Linked DNA regions of Capra hircus: region 1 is linked to region 2. A link is a contact called in public Hi-C data. All regions are on one chromosome and are shown on one strand. Each heading gives the region's core, a stretch centred on a gene start, on an enhancer-like site or on the middle of the called end of the contact. The rest is flanking DNA. Distances are from core to core; before and after follow the strand shown.

Evidence for each region. A called contact is a pair of places that touch in the nucleus more often than the background predicts.
Region 1: a contact with region 2 is called in a Hi-C map of blood, with 5 times the contacts expected there. The contact joins two enhancer-like sites. A contact is called at or near these places in 2 of 5 Hi-C or Micro-C datasets (both in blood).

What each region holds. Positions count from the first base shown.
Region 1 is chr11:94,921,007-94,926,180 of ARS1.2, reverse strand. NEK6 (serine/threonine-protein kinase Nek6) reads right to left here. Exons shown (of 10, transcript XM_018055750.1): 10 at 4,121-5,174. It overlaps PSMB7 (proteasome subunit beta type-7), which reads left to right. Exons shown (of 8, transcript XM_005687126.3): 7 at 596-747; 8 at 3,039-3,281. The coding sequence ends at 3,150. Among named protein-coding and RNA genes, the nearest start is that of PSMB7, 56 kb to the left of the region's middle. Within about 2 kb of position 3,855, at least 1 of the 5 cell types and tissues checked has an H3K27ac peak or open chromatin away from gene starts, as enhancers often do.
Region 2 is chr11:94,736,176-94,741,498 of ARS1.2, reverse strand. No RefSeq gene overlaps it. Among named protein-coding and RNA genes, the nearest start is that of NEK6, 98 kb to the left of the region's middle. Within about 2 kb of position 1,713, at least 1 of the 5 cell types and tissues checked has an H3K27ac peak or open chromatin away from gene starts, as enhancers often do.

The DNA of each region.
Region 1 (5,174 bases), core at 2,606-5,105, 180 kb before region 2:
AACCATTTTGGACATTTTTGATCAAGGGTCGGCAAACTACAGCACGTGGGCCAAATCTGGCCCAGCACCCGTTTTTGTTTGGTGAAGGTGTGTTGGCGCACAGCCACACCCACTTGTTTACGTATTCTGTGGCTGTTCTGTGCTGCCGTGACTGAGTAGTTATGATGGCGACTGTCCACAAACCCAGAACACTTACTACCTCGGCCTTTGTTAGACAAGTTCACCAACCCCCGTTTTAGGTGAAAATGCTGCTATCAGCCCACAGTCCTATTACGTGGCAGGCGTCTGACGTGAAAGTTTGTTGAAGAGGGCATGTGTGCATAAAGGGTTTGAAAGGCCTGGTTCTCTTGCTTACCGGCTGCAGAACCTTGGGCAGATCATTGAAGTACTTTTGAGACCTTTCCTTCATTAATGGGCACTAAAAATGATGCCTACCTCACAGGTTGGCCTTTTCCCCTCCCCCTTTTCTTTCCTTTTTTTTTATATATTCTATGTCCCCTCCCCCTTTTCTCTTCCTGCTTCTGACAGCACTCTGGACATCAGAGCAGGCCCTCCATTCGACTGGGAACACTCTTGTTGCTATTTTCTTTCTCAGGAGGAAGAAGCTAAGAAGCTGGTGAGTGAAGCCATAGCAGCCGGGATCTTCAATGACCTGGGGTCTGGAAGTAACGTTGACCTGTGTGTCATCAGCAAGAGCAAGCTGGATTTTCTCCGTCCGTACTCAGTGCCCAATAAGAAGGGGACCAGGTAAGTGAAGGCTTCTTGTGGCCACCCTTACTATATTCATGGCATCCGAACAGGACTTCCTTTTATTTGTACCCATGTTAAGCCAGTGTACCCAGGCCAGCTTTATTCAACAGACCTTTGAATCAGTTTTTGACTGGGAACTGCTGTCAAGTATAGGAAAGTGATGTAATCTGTAAAATGTTGATGGGAGATGTTGAGTGGACAGATTCCTAGACTGCGGATTATGGGGAGAGGTTTGAATTCAGCATGTGCTGGCCTTTCTCTGCTTCCTTAAAGATGCCTCTGAAATCTGTATGAAGTTCTGTGAGAAGGTACATTTTCCAGGGCAGCCAGCCTGTAGCTTTTTCTCAGAGTGGTTCAAGAGTCTGAAATGGTTATCAGCCATTAGTTAAAAAGTCTCCAGAAGTTAGCCTTTGAGAGCTAACTGGTGCTTCTTCCTATTGTGGAGGGAGTCATGCCACTTCCTTAGCCTGTGGCATGTGCTGAGCTGGCGCTGCAGCCCAGCTCAGAATGGGCGAGGGGGCGAGGTGCGCATCAGTTTGCTTATGTAACTGGAAAGTGGCCAGCCCTGGTGGCAGGTGAGCCACTCAGCAGCAGTCTCGAACGGCTGTGCAGCTGCCTAACCTCTTCCTGGAGGCTGAGCCACTCAAAACGTGGCTCCTGAGCTCTGCTCCAGCGGCCTTCATCTGAATGTACGCAGGAGCAGTTAGAAACTCAGCCCCAAGTTTGGCTAGAGGAGAGCAAGCACACCCCCTTCCTCAGTGCTGCTTCAACTCCCACCACATATACTCAACTCCAAGTCGGGTAATTCACAAGGAAAGGAAAGAACTTTGAGAAGTAGCAGGTGTTCAGTGCAGTGTGTGCTCAGCATCGTGGACCCGCGGAGTGTTTGAGACAGGTAGGACAGCACAGCAGAGAAGAGCTCTGGCTTGGGGTGGGGACTCTGGGCACCTGTCTTGGATCACCTTGGGCCTGGACAAGGTGATCTCTGCTGAGCCCATGCGACTCCTCGGGCCCTGGGTGGGAAGGGAAGCAACCTTTCGGGCCTGGGCTGTGTTGGACCTGGCCTTGCATGTTTGCACTGGCTCCTCTGCAGTGTGGTATTGCGGTCCCCTGTTGCTTCAGGTAGAAGTGTTCCCTTTGTGCTGCTGAAACCAGGTGCCATAACCCAGGGTGGGAGGAGACTCCACTCCTCCCACAGACTTTGTGGTTCAGGAGTCCAGCACACAGGAGTCCTGTGGGGCCCTGGCTCCAAGGCCACAAGCCTCCAAGGGTCCGTCCAGTCGGGGAAGGAGCACCATCTCCACACCGGAGCCGGGGGCGGGCACACCTGAAGGAGGTGCTGCTGCTCGGGCCCTTTAAGAGCAGGGTGGGGACTGGGGGGGGGTTTCACAGAACTTAAAGGCCCACTGTTCGTGGCTGTACAAACTCCTGGTTTTGTACAGAGCTGTTATGCCACCCTTTTTTCTGTCTCCTGCCCTCTTTGAGCACAAGCTGCCAGGTGAGGATGGCTTTTCAAGGAGCACCTGGTCATGGCACAGCCAGCAGCGTCCGCGGACAGAAAGTGTCTCAGCTGCAGACAGGCGAGAGGAACAGGCGGACCTGTGCTGCTTCGACAGTGTTGTCTCCCTGGTCCCACTGTGAGATTAGGGGCTGCCAAGCTCAGAGAAACCTTTCAGATTCACCTAGGCAAAGTGATGCTGGGTGAGCGTTAGTGGTGATCTACCGTGTCCCTTTAGGGACAGTTAATTCTCCCTTCTTGAGTCTCAAGTGTGGTCAACAGTGACAAGCCCAGAGTCTGGCTGTGGGTCATTTTTGTACTGTTAATGCTTCCAGATATTTTTACCATGTTTAAGGTTACAGTTATGTCATCCGGGGCAGTGGCACCTTAATGAAAGGATTGACTTCCTGCTGGTTACTGAAGGTAACTTCAGTATTAATGGTTATTAATGCTTTAGGGAGGTTGAAGCTTGAAGGCAGAGGAACAAATGCATCTCCTGGGGATGCGGAGGTGGGGAAGGAAATCCGAGGGTCCACTCAGTGCCAGGTGCTCGATCTTACCTCTTTCCACATGCATCCTGTCTTCCTGTAGCCCCATTTTGTAGCACTTGAGAGCCGAGGAAAGTGACCTTTGGGGGAGCGGAATCCCCCCTGCTTCGAAGAACTGGGAGTCAGGAGAGCCAGGACTCCAGTCTAGGCCGGCTTGCCCCCTAAATACTTGTCCCTTTCTCTAGCCCTCTGTCAGGCCCCTAGGGGATCCTAACTCTCTGCTTTTGTCTTTCTCTCACTAGGTTTGGCCGGTACAGGTGTGAGAAAGGGACCACTGCTGTCCTCACTGAAAAAGTCACAACCCTGGAAATTGAGGTGCTGGAAGAAACAGTCCAAACAATGGACACGTCCTGAATGGTGTCAGTGGCTGGCTGGCTACCGCTGTGGAAGACTGGGGGCAATGGAGGCTCCCCCTGTAAGACATTCGGCCAGTGTTTGCTGAATGAAAACCCAATAAAAAATGAAAACAAAATTAAGTGGCTGAAGTCAGAGCTAGTGGTTTCCCACCCCTTTGCTAACTTACTTTTCTCTTTGTTCAGGGTAGTCCCAGGTTTCTTCCTTTTCTTTGCTGCTTAGGATGAGTGCAGCACAGCCAAGTAGGAAAGAACCACTCATCAGTTCTCAGTACCGAGAACAAGCAGGTAGGTGGACAGTGTTGCTTTGCTCTAGCTGTGTGACCCGGGGTGTACTCCACTTTGCCCAGTTTCACAGACGTCCCAAGAATGCTTGGGACTTACTATCTGTTAGGAAATGACTGTTTTTCCAATACTCAGGCCTGCTGAATGGCTGAAATTGTGTACCTCCAGAGGGTCCTTGTACTAAGCAGAATTGTTCTCAAGGGGTTGAAAGTTGATGGCATGCAGAAAGCTAGTTCATCTGTGTCCAAAGACGATACTGCCAAGGGAGACAGACACAGTAGGGATTCTGAGAGCCATAAGCAGAATATTTGCAAAAAGTCTGCCTGGAATCAGAAAAACTTTCAGTGCTAAGTGCCAGACAGACAGAGTCTGACTGTCCTCCAGGGCATGCTCATCTTGGGGACATGAGAAAGGCCCAGTGCCATGGTCTCCCAGAGTGAACCCCGTCTTGGGCAAGCTGCCCCGGTTAAACTGCCAGGAGTAGGGTGGGGAGAACAATGCGATTATTTAGGATAGCAACTTGGCTGACGATTTATCAAAATTATCTGGGGAGCTTAAAAAAATTCCCAGATTACTCAGTGTCTGGGGCCTGAGAAATTGTGTTTTTAAAAGCAGCTTTAGAGATGGTGCTGCAGTGTGAAGCTGTTGTAAAAGAACTCACGAATCATACGCATTCACAGAAGGACCCCTCTTACCCATTTTATTTCAACCATGGAGGATGAGTACAAAGCAGAGGCTGCATCTGAAGAAAATCTCTCAAACGCGACAGTATTACAGTAGAACAGAGTTCACACAAGAAATCGGCACACTGGCCCGACCCAAATCCTTTGTCCCCAGGAAGGCCTGACCAGGACACCAGTGGGGCGGACACATGCGCTGTCTGTCTGGAGGGCTGAACTGTCACCAAGTCAGTGGGCGACTATGTAGACCATTTGGGGATTAACTTGAGTGTAAAAACAAAATTCAAACTACTTCCTTCAGAGCTTCAGTTTTCCTTAAGTTCACATTTATAAATTAATCTTCACAGTTAATCCTATTTGGGAGCAAGAAATAAGTGAACACACTTCTGGTTTTCTACAAATAATACAGCTGTACGTTAACTCTTGACTTGCATGGTCCGTGGATTTCAGCTTTGTGAAGGGGTGAGTAGCTACCATTTTTGGATCATTTGCCATGAGCTAGATAATTTACATATTTTATCTCAAATTCTGTCAGCAACCCTGAAGACAGATGTTATTAAGTCCATTTTATAGATGCGGCAATGGTCTCAGAGGTTAAGAAGCTTGCCCAGGGTCATGCCAGGAAGGTGCAGGACCAGCGCAAAGCCCGTATAGTTTTGTTTCCTATGCTTCCTTCTCAGCGAGGAAGACACTTCACACTGATCATTAAATGAACCCCCAGCATTCAGGCCAGTGATGAGGGCCCGGTGCTGGCGGGTGTTCAGAATAGGGCTGAGCCGAGTGCACAGAGAATACTCATGGCTTTCAAATACTCTTTGCCTCTATGTCAGATGCTGGGTTCACCTCGTCGTCATTTATCAAGTTATAAACAGAGAGAAAAATATTAGGAAAATCTCCACTCTACTTAAAAAAAAATATTTCCACTTTCTTCCCTTACAACAGAGTAAATTAAGCACACAGCTTGATTGTTTGAAAAGATTCTAAGAGCTAAACTTGCCACTATCCATTTTAAAAGGCTCACTACAAATCAGAGTCTCCTGTATTCTCCTGTTACTACAGA
Region 2 (5,323 bases), core at 464-2,963:
TCTGGGAATGGCAATTTTATACAGTTCAACCTAATGGAACAGAAAGAATGTGGATTTGGGAATCAGGCAGCTCCAGGGACAAATATGAGTGCTGCTATTTCTTAGCTGTGAAACTTCAGGCAACCTCACCAGACCTCACTTTCCTCATTCATAAATGGAGATAACTCCTTATTCAAAGGGTTGGTAGAGGATTCAACCAAATAATTCAGGTACAGATCCAGGCAAAGATCTAGAACAGAAAAAGAAGTCCTTGAAAATGTTCTTTCCCCTTTTATCCTTCCCCTAGAACAACAGTGGGACTTCCCAGGTGGCTCAGTGGTAAAGAATCCACCTGCCAATGCAGGACACGAGGGTTTGATCCCTAGGTTGAGAAGATTCCCTGGAGAAGGAAATGGCAACCCACTTCAGTATTCTTGCCTGGAAAATTCCATGGACAGAGGAGCCTGGCAGGCTATAGTCCACAGAGTCACAAGAGAGTTGGACACGACTTAGCAATTAAAGAACAACAGAACAACAGTGAAACAGCTCATGCATGAGATAGCACAAGTTGAAAAAGAGAACCCAGGTTTGGGTCTTGGTCCAGTTACCTCCTCACTGTGTATTCCTGAGGTCTATTCTGTAGACCTTAGTTTTCCCGTCTGTAAAATGGAGCGGGAGACACTCAGATCAACTTGAGGACCTTCTGGCTCTAACGGTCTGGGCTTCTCTGGCTGGAAGGGAGGGTACAGAACAGGGAATCCTGAAGTCTGGTGGGGTAAGCCTGGGGCAGCAGTGGGTCACCATAATCTGTGAGGGCAGGACATTGCAATGCGGGAGAAGCAGGTCAGACCTGAACAGTGCTTCTTTCTAACCATTGCAAGATGACAGTCTTGGTTGTAATGCTGTTCATCCACAGCGTTTTAGGAGCATGGCCCCGAGATCTCTGGGTGAGTAGGTGGACAGATACCCCATTCGGTGAGGGGTACCATCTCCAGCCCTCCAGGCTGAGTGGTGGTGGAAAGGACTCAAGGCTGGTGTGGAAACGTTAAGAGACTGCGCCCCCTGGTGGCCAGGCGCTGTCATTGCAATATAGGGCTCCCAGCCCGGGCGGTGACACCCGCTGATGGGGACTTGGTCTTAGAGGGCAAATTTCTTTGCAAGAGGAAGGACCCTGGGGGCAAGTCTTGGAAAGAGGGTGACCCAAGCTGGGTCAAGCCCGTAGGGCGGAAGGCTATTAAGGACCCTTTAGTAACTTCAACAAAGTTTCCTGATCACCTACTGTGTGTCAGGCAGCGTCTTGGGCTCTCCAGCCGTGTTGTAGATGAGGCCCTTGCTCTGCGAGGAGCTCACAACTCAGCCTGCTGAGAACCTATTTATGTGTCCTGGACTCCTCACAACACTCCCGGGAGGTGAAAATGATCGTTCCCATTTTACAGGTGAGGAAATTGAGGCCCAAAGCCACACAGCTCTAAGGGTTCAGAGCTGGGATGCTTTCTTAACTGGATGACCCCCAAACTGCCCATTACATGACGTCTGTGTAGTAGCAAGAGCACAGGCGCTGTCAGGCACAAGAGTCCCTCGTCCCAGGCAGCCTCCTCAGGGAAACGGGGCCTGTGAGGCAACCAGGGAAGGAGCGCCCCCATGCCCACGCGCTGTGCCCCATGGGACCTCCTCGCACAAGCAGGGGAGTGCTCCCCCACAAGCAGGCACCCGGGAGCCGGGCATTGTTCCCATTGTCTCGGGCCTCCCTTTGTCTCAGGAACATCCGGGGCTGGCTCCTCCCCTGGCGGAGATGGGGGCCAGCTGCCTGGAGAGCCCCGCACTGCTGCTGCCGCTCATTAGAGCCCTCACAAACGCCTCTCTCACGGGACTCCCCACCCCAGGGTCTGAGGGAGTTTGACACGAATCTAAAAATAGCTGCTGTTTTGTTCCTTTGTGGGAGGGGAGGGGCTGGCAGAGGGGCTCCAGCTCCCCTTAATGACCTGCCCACAAAGAACAAAGCCTTTTCTCTGCATTCGCTCTCGCTTCCGCAGAGGCCTCCTCAGCTCACTGAGATGGAGCCTGAATGGTGGTCCTGCTGATGGAGGCAGCGCCTGGGTCCAGGCCTCCAAGCCGGGAGGGCCCAGGCCCCAGGCTGGCCGGTGGCCGCGCCCAGGGTGTAGTGCGTCCTGTGGGCGGGGCTCCGCCGGGGGAGGGGCCCGCCCGTGTCCTGTGACATTGCGTGTGATGTCATACCACATGGCGCCGTGGACGGAGTGTGGTAGTCGCTCAGTCCTGTCCGACCGTTGGTGACCTCGTGGACTGTAGCCCGCCAGGCTCCTCTGTCCATGGAATGCTCCAGCAAGAATGCTGGAGTGGGTTGCCATTCCCTTCTCCAGCGCATCTTCTCCACCCAGAGATTGAACCCAGGTCTCCCGCATTGCAGGCAGATTCTTAACCGTCTGAGCTCTCAGGGAAGCCCCAAATGGATGGAGTCTGGGACCGCAAATGGCTGTTTGTGGCTGATTGTGGGCAGGTGACTCTGGGCTTATGCGTCACTGAGCCTGGCTGTGCACAGATGACACCATAAATGAGTGAGCCTCGCTACACACAATTGGTATGTGTTGGTTTGACATGGGGCGATGGGGCAGACTCTGCAGGTGACACTGGAGTTGGGGCTAACTGTGCAGTTAGTGGCACTGGGGGAAAAACGGCCATCAGAGGTAAGCAGAGCACACTCCTGCTGTGTCCAGGGGAGGGAGGGAAGAGTGGGACTTGGGGAGTGGTCAGGAGGGTCCTGGCTTCATCCTAATGGTTGGGTCAGTTGCTCAAAGGGAGAACATATTTATATATTGCTGTCAAATTTTAAAAAGATTTCAAGCCCTAGTGGCCCAGTGGCTAAGACTCCACACTCCCATAGCAGGGGGCCTGGGTTCAATCCCTGGTCAGGGAATTAGATCCCACAGGCTAAAGATCCCACATGCTGCAACCAAGACCCGGCACAGCCAAATAAATAAATAAAAATTTTAAAAAAGATTTATCCAGATGCAACAAAAAGCTATTTGTTGTTAATCTAGGCCGTGTGATTATGAGTGATTATTGTACTACTCTTTGGGTTTTTCTGAATTTTTAACCTCTCAGAAAAATCATCAAAAGCAGTGTATGCTCATGATGGAGTTTGTTATACATGAAAGTTAACAGCAACTTCACTTCTATACATACACTGTCCTACATGCTGTACGTGGATACCACAACCCTAGGAAGGGCTCAGCACCCTCCCATTATACAGATGGGAAAAGAGAGGCTCAGAAGCCCTCAGGCAAGTCCGCAGTTCTCACTTCATCTTCCACACCATGTGGGATTTCGGGAAAACTCAAAATCTCCCTCTGCTGGATAACCCTGCCACTAAAAGGATGGAACCTGTGTCCTGTGTATTAGTCACCTGTGCTGCGTTAAAATACCATCCCCAGATGCAATGACTTAAAATAACAGTCATCATCATTTAGTATCTCTCATGATTTCTCTGAGGGGTGGCTTTGATGAGGCAGTTCTGGCTGAATGACTCCTGAGATTCCAGTAAGATGCTGGAGGGCTGCAGAATGTTGACTGGGACTGAGGATCCACTTCCAGGTTGGCTTGCTCACATTTCTAACAAGCCAGTGAGGGCTATGCTGTCTGGGTGGGCAGCTGGAGCTTCCTCACCACATGGTGCCTGGGATCAAGGGTGAGCTTCCCAGGAGAGCCAGGCAGAAGCTGTATCAGCTCCTGTGACCTGGTCTTGAAGTCCAAGCATCACATGGCATCACTTCCACAGAATTCTATTGGCCATGGGGGTCAGGTCTGATTCAGTGTAGGGGTGAATTGTCAGGGACTATGAGGGGGCTGCCATTTTTACCCTACTTACAAGCTAAGAAGTTAGGCTTCTTAGATGCCCTCACTTCTTGGATGCTGACAGAAGACATGTGGCTCCAGGGTCAGACACGGAGGAGAGTTTACCACTCACAATGACAGCAATAGCCAGAGAATCGGCTTTTTTTTTTTTTTCACCCAGTGCCCAGTTCCCACAGATCAGCATAAAGAGAGCTAGAAGTCATCTGCTCACTCAGTGGGCTTTATTAGAGGAGAGAGCCCTGAGCTGAGGGAAACCACAGCTTCTATAATGGGCAGGAGCATGCCTGCCCTTTGCCACAGAGGGAGACATTTCTTTCTCTGTCTGTCTTCCGAGGAAGTTTGCCCCACACACATCCTTGACGAGAGCCCAGAACAAACGACAGTCATGCCTTGCTCACAAGCCCTACCAAAATGCGAGAGCTCTGTCTTAGTCAGCTTGGGCCGCCAGAACACAGTTCCATGGACTGAGAGGCTTAAACAACAGAAGTCTGGTTTTCACAGTTGCAGAGACCAGAGAGTCCATGTCAAGATGCTGGCCAATTTGGCTCCTTGTGAGAGATCTCTTCTTGGTTTGTAGATTGCCGCTTCTTACTGTGTCCTCACATGGCAGAGAGAGAGAGACTGAGAAACTCTCTTAGGAGAGAGCTCTATAAAGTCACCAGTCCTGTGGGATTAGGATCCCACCCTTATGACTTTATTTAACCTTAATCACCTCCACAAGGGCTTACCTGGTGGCTCAGAGGTAAAGAATCTTCCTACACGAGTTCAATCCCTGGTCTGGGAAGATCCCCTGGAGAAGGGAATGGCTACCGGCTCCAGTATTCCTGCCTGGGAAATCCCATGGACAGAGTCTACAGTCCACAGGGTCGCAAAGAGTAGGACATGACTTAGCTACTAAAAAACAATGACACCTCCAAAGTCCTGTCTCCAAATACAGTCACATTGAGGGTTAGGGTGCTAACATATGGATTTTGAAGACACACAATTCAGTCCGTAGCAAACTCCAGCAGAACTGGTCCCAATAAGGACTAGCCAAGAAGGTGACCACGAGGGTCATCTCGGAAGCCGGGCACCACAGCCCAGGTTTTGTGGTGGTGTCCTCAGACGATCTCTTCCTAAGGTGAAACTGGGGAGTGGAGGCCATGGCCTCTTTGTCATTAATGATAACATCCCTTCACTATGGGCTTCCCTGATGGCGCAGATGGTGAAGAATCTGCCTGTAATACGGGAGCCCTGGGTGCGATCCCTGGGTAGGGAAGATACTCTGGGGAAGGGAATGGCTACCCACTTCAGTATTCTAACCTGGAGAATTCCATGGGCAGAGGAGCCTAGCGGGTACCCACAGGGATGCAAGGAGTTGGACATGACTGAGCAACTAACACTTTCACTTTCCCTTCACTAACACCCTTAACCAGCTGCCATCCCTAAGCCAAGGCTCAAAGGGTAGGAACTGGGGCCCTCCTGTCTCCCCCTC